2 separate regions of the Rattus norvegicus genome follow, and region 1 is linked to region 2. A link is a contact called in public Hi-C data. All regions are on one chromosome and are shown on one strand. Each heading gives the region's core, a stretch centred on a gene start, on an enhancer-like site or on the middle of the called end of the contact. The rest is flanking DNA. Distances are from core to core; before and after follow the strand shown.

The links. Hi-C and Micro-C count contacts between places; a contact is called where the count stands out from the background.
Region 1: a Hi-C map of psoas muscle shows a contact between it and region 2, with 2.6 times the contacts expected there. The contact joins the promoter of Nacc2 here to the enhancer-like site in region 2. A contact is called at or near these places in 2 of 12 Hi-C or Micro-C datasets (liver and psoas muscle) and 1 of 1 datasets of contacts at active chromatin or transcription factors (oligodendrocytes).

Annotation. Positions count from the first base shown.
Region 1 is chr3:29,343,387-29,346,086 of GRCr8, forward strand. Nacc2 (NACC family member 2) reads right to left here and starts at 1,388. Exons shown (of 6, transcript NM_001100533.1): 1 at 1,316-1,388. LOC103691752 (a long non-coding RNA gene) reads left to right here and starts at 1,401. Exons shown (of 4, transcript XR_001837060.2): 1 at 1,401-1,529.
Region 2 is chr3:29,289,655-29,292,354 of GRCr8, forward strand. All of the region lies in intron 2 of Nacc2 (NACC family member 2), which reads right to left. Among named protein-coding and RNA genes, the nearest start is that of Ubac1, 45 kb to the left of the region's middle. Within about 2 kb of position 1,282, at least 29 of the 93 cell types and tissues checked have an H3K27ac peak or open chromatin away from gene starts, as enhancers often do.

The sequences.
Region 1 (2,700 bases), core at 138-2,637, 54 kb after region 2:
TAGCTGAACGCGCTTTGTCCCCTCAACTGTGCAATGAAAAGTCACAGCTAACCCTCCCAGGACATCGTCTTTAAAGACCACAGTGTGCAGGGCACCATGGAACATCCTGCTCTCACCCTTCATCAAGACAGAAACAAAAGGGAGTAGCAGTCAAGAATTTCTAGACTAGGACAGAAAAGGAAACCAGAGGCAGAAGAGCAGGACCAGAGGGCTGCACCAGGGAGGACCAGAACATGAACGCGCACACACGAATATGCACATGAATTGCTTAGAAGGAAGGGCTTTACTGGACCAAGAACCCAGCCAGGCCAGCCAGGATCATGGCCCAGCCCCCTCCACCTTAGACGGACTCAGCCGCAACACTCCTCAGAGCTACACCTGAAAGCTAATATAGGGCCCAACAAACACCTCCATCCAGAATCTCCAAGGAGAGGGAGTAGGGCACAGTGGGTGTGCCGGTGAGGTCAGCTCCCGGGAGCAAAATGGGGGGGGGGGGGCACAAACCCTAGGGTTCAAGAAGCACCAGGAGGAGATCAGCAATAAGCAGCGCGGAACAGATCTGCCCATGAAATGCAGGGCTGAGGCGACCCCAAAGGCTCCTGTAACATATGCACAAGAGAAGCGGGAACCGAGTCCCAGCCTCGAGCGAAAAAACCGTGAAGACTGCCAATCTCACCTCCCTCAGCCCACACACCCTTGAGTTTTCTTGGAGAAGAGTCCGGAGACATGAACAACTTTGAGATGTAGAAAAAGGGACAAGCCAAGAGCCCCCTCCCACTGCAGCGAAACCCAGTGTCTCTCAAAGTTGGAGTTGGCACCGGAGAAAGGGAGGCAGTGACGACCACTGGCACCAAACGGCCCACCTAGCTAGGGAAGACGGTCGCGGGCCGAATCTGATGCGCAGACGCGCTGCCTCTGACCTGGCCGGCCAGGAGGGGTGTGTCCCCTGCGCCCTGGCCAGAGGCCAGTGTCATCGGGGCTTCCCCTCCTGTGCGGGACGAACCGGGGTCTCCCGTGGCCAGACGACCCCAACGGGAAAGGAAGGCGCTAGCGCGCCCGGAGTGCCAGCTTTCGCCGAGCTCGGGCCCGGCTTTGGGCCGGGACACCTCGGCGAGCCGGCCTCTCCGCCCTGGGGCCAGCGCGCAGCTTCAGCGCGGCCCGCGCCCCACTCGGCCGCACCCCGGGCGCGCGGCGGGCACTGCGGCAGGCGGCGGGTGCGCAAGTTGGGCGGCCGCGCCGCGGAGTTTGCGGGAAGTGCGGGCGGGACGACTGGCCCGCGGCGGAAACGGCGCGACGCGCGCCAAGTTGGCCGTACCTGCGGGCACCCGGCCCAGTCCGGCCTGGGCAGCTGCGGCGCCGCCCGCGGCAGGAAGTGCTCCGGCGTCCCCGAGCTCCGGCGCCCGCGGACTTTCTCCGACCTCGCCCAGCACCGGCGGCCGCACCGCGGCGGGGGCGGGGCGCGGGGGAGGCGCCCGCGGGCTGTTTAAAGGGACAGAGCGCCGACCGCGCGCGCGCGCACTCGTCGCCAGGTGGGCGCGGGAGTGGGAATCCAAGAAGGGTCGGGTGGGAGATCTGGAGAGTTGCTGCGCCGTGCCTTCAGGTCGCTTAGCGTCCGAGACTGCACCGGGCACCGAAGGGGATGGGATCAGTGGCCGAACAGGAATAGGACCTGGGGCACCGAGCCTCAACCTTTTAATTTCCCGTGGCCGCATTTGCACCCACCGGCCTTGGATGGGAAATTGCGTGACTGAGCAGCCTTGGAATAAGTACCACCGGGCCCTGGTGCCTGCTGCCCACCGACTTACAGCCATGTAGAGGAGGCTCTGGCAGTACTTCAGGCCCAGTGGGATTCAGGCTTCAGGCGTGTCAGTGTCTCCAGACATGGTCAACTGTGCTCTCTGTTTGCTCGAGGCCACGTTCTCATGGACAGAGATCTGGTTTTAAGTCAAGTGCTTAGAAATAAAACCGGCCACGCACCTCAACCTCAAAGTAACCAGGAGCCCCCTTGATTGCCCTCCCAGCCTGAGTCCTTGTGAGTGCTCAGGCACTAGCACCTTGCAAGGGTCGCAGCCATTTTGACCTTATGCTCACACAAGGGTGCTTGCAGAAAGAATGGCAGCAGGAAAGAGGTCATGAGCAAGGTCACTAGGGAGGAAGGGCATTAAGTGAATAAAAGTTGGCCCATCCCTCCCAAGACCTTAACTGCTGGCTAAGGTCATTATTAGGCATTTGCTTGGCAGAGCATCTCAGACCCTGGCTTCAATCTTTGTCCATGCTTTGTGGTCATAACTGACTCGTAGCCTAAACTTGGCTTCAGCTCTGCTTCTAGAAAACACTTCCTACACCCCAAACCCTACCCTGACCACACAGACACACACACACACTCACAAAGACACACACACACACACACACACACACACACACACAGTAGCTCAGCCCACCAGGAAAAAGTATATGGAACCTTATAACTTTCCCCAGAACCCCACTTAAATCTAAATTTGGTCCCAGGTCCAAACCCCGACCCCCACACTGTCAGCCTATTGATGGCTGTCTGCTATATTCAGGGAAACTGAGGAAAAGGAGCAAGAGTCTACATGCTGGAGACCCTCTACCACACGTGGCTGAGCTAGAAGTAACTTGGCTAAGCAAGCCGGCAGGAAGCACCAGCGATGATGCTTTCCTGCTACCTACTCCACACAG
Region 2 (2,700 bases), core at 32-2,531:
TCACACATTCTCTCTGTCTCTCTCTCTCTGTCTCTGTCTCTCTCTGTCTCTGTCTCTCTCTGTCTCTGTCTCTCTCTCTCTCTTTGTCTCGGTCTCTCTCTCTCTCTCTCCCTCTCTCTCTTTCTCTCTCTCTCTCTCTCTCTCTCTCTCTCTCTCACACACACACACACACACACACACACACACACACAGACCTCAGTGGGTTCTGATAGTATCAGGGTGTGCTGGAAGTCTTGTCTAGTCATCCCTGTGCCATCCCCCTCCCCCAAGAGGACTGTGAGCTGAGGGGAGATCCTGTGATCACATGAGGTTTCCTGTGTCCCCGTCTCAGTACCAGGAGACTTAAGTCTCCCATCATTCAGGACTGGTCCCAGTGGTATCAATGTCACTTCCACATTTCCCAGGCCAGGTGACAAGGCTCTGGTTTCTAGGACCGAGCACGGTAGGGCGAGGGCACGAGAGACATGGTTAGCTATGAAAAGCTGACTGACCACTGGCTGAAGTGGAGTCACTTCCTAGTCTTGGCAGAAAGCTCTGCTATAGGTGTCCCTAGACACTCAGGCGTCTCCAGGATCGGTGACCTATCTCCCTTGGGTTACACCACGGAAGCAAACTGGATACCTGTGGTCACATGATACTGTGGGTAGCATTCCAGGACCCTTAACGTGGCCACCCAGGAAGGCGGCTAAGTCAGTTATCAAACCCCATAGAATCAAGAAGAAAATGTGGATGTTGTGTAGGGAAGCTGTCAGTTTGGGAAGAGTTCTGTGGATAAGAGCAATGGCTGAACAGTATAAAGATGCCACTGAAAATGACTGCAAATTATCACAGGGTACTATAAGCACATTGAAAAGGAGGAGGCAGTGGCTGGACATGGTGGCTCGAGCTTGTGATCCTGACACTTGGCAGAGACAGGACCATCAGGAACTCAAGGTCATCCTCAGCTACATAGCAAATTAAGGGTCAACTTCATGAGGTCCCGTGTGTGAAAAAGGAAAGGAGCAGCAGCAAAGAAAGTACTTTGGGTGTAGTTTAGTGGTGGAGCATGTTTAGCTGGGATAAGGCCCTGGGTGCCTTTGCCAGCACCAGAAGGCGGCAGAGGAAAGTAGGCGGCATGGAAGGCGGATGGATCCCATTGACTGTTTTCTCCCCACAGGATCTGCCCTGGGGAGGGTACCAGCAGGAGCTTCCCTCTCCCCAGCCTCTCCTACCCCATCCACAAACGCCCTTGGATTCCCTTTCAGAAGCAGCATGACAACCCCACTGCTGGAACCCCATCAGGAAACCAGGCCAATGCAGACGGCTGCCAGTGGGCAGAGCCACTCAGGTCAGAGCTACTGCGCAGACTAGATGCACACACCACCCCCTCGAAATTCAGAATCGGAAAACAAACCTTAGTCTTAACTATGAGTGGAGTAAAGGAGCCCGGGGTTAGAGAAAACGGCTGACTCACACCTCAGAAGACTCCCTGTACCTATACAGCTGAGTCATCAAGAGCACGGGGCAGTCAGACAGGCAGCTCATCACAGAGCCCCACAGACCACGCCAGTCAACCAGTCAGCAGAGCAGGCCCAGGCCTCTCACAGCCACCCCAAACCAAGCCAGGGCAGCTCTCAGTCTGTACAAATCCTTAAAAGAAGCAGAAACGTGAGGTTTGCAGAATGGAAACAAAAAACGAAACAAAACCAAATCCTGTGTGAAGAAGCAGGGTGGCTACAGACAGGAGGGAAGAAAGAAAATTTCAACACTTCGAAACAAAAACAAACAGCCGTGTGAGTAGGCAGAGGCAGGTGGATTTCTGAGTTCAAGGCCCGCACAGTCTACAGAGTACAGGTTCCAGGACAGCCAGAGCTACACAGGGAGAACAACACAAACCCTGGAGAGATGGCGCAGGGATTAAAGCACTGGCTGTTCTTCCTGAGGTCCTGAGTTCAGTCCCTAGCACCCACATGGTGGTTCACAACTGGCTATCACCATAACACACAGCTCTAACCATAATCCCATGAATTCCAATATCCCCTCTGGTGTGCCAATGTACACCCACACACATGGATAAATAAACATTTAAAAACAGAACCATGCCCCATGTAGAAGGATTTATGGAAGAGAACCTGCACTGGGAAAGCGCTGGCTTAACATTCCATCAGGAAATGCACATTGAAACCACAATGGAATCCTATCCCGTTCTTTGAAGCCATGAGGCTGTGTGCTGATAAAGGTGGAACCTGGCATCCTTGTGGTGTTGGTGAATTCACACTGGGAGCCACCTGGGAAACCGGTGTCACGGAGGCTCCAAGTGGGAGACCAGGAAAAACGAACATGGTCCACCTCTGCAGGCCTCAGCGTGGCACTAACGGTCATTCCCGTAAAGGACGCCACCTGAACACAGCGGTCTTGGGTCCACGGATTTACAGCGATGAAGAGCAGGCAGCCTGCAGGGGAGGCCTCGGTAACTGATGGCAGGAAGGCAGGGTGTGGGAGATACTGCTTGTGTACCCAGGCAAGGGGGGCCCCTCACATGCCTGATCTTCCACAGAGCACTGTGCCCCCGACTCCTGCCCAACACCAGCCAGGCCTGGATCATCAGCAGTTCCTGGCTCAGGAACTTAAAGGTTGAAAGGTTAAGGATGCCTCGTGTGGCTCTCTTTCCTCTGGGTACCATGTCTTTACCCACTGCAGGCTCTGTGGTTTGGTTGGCTC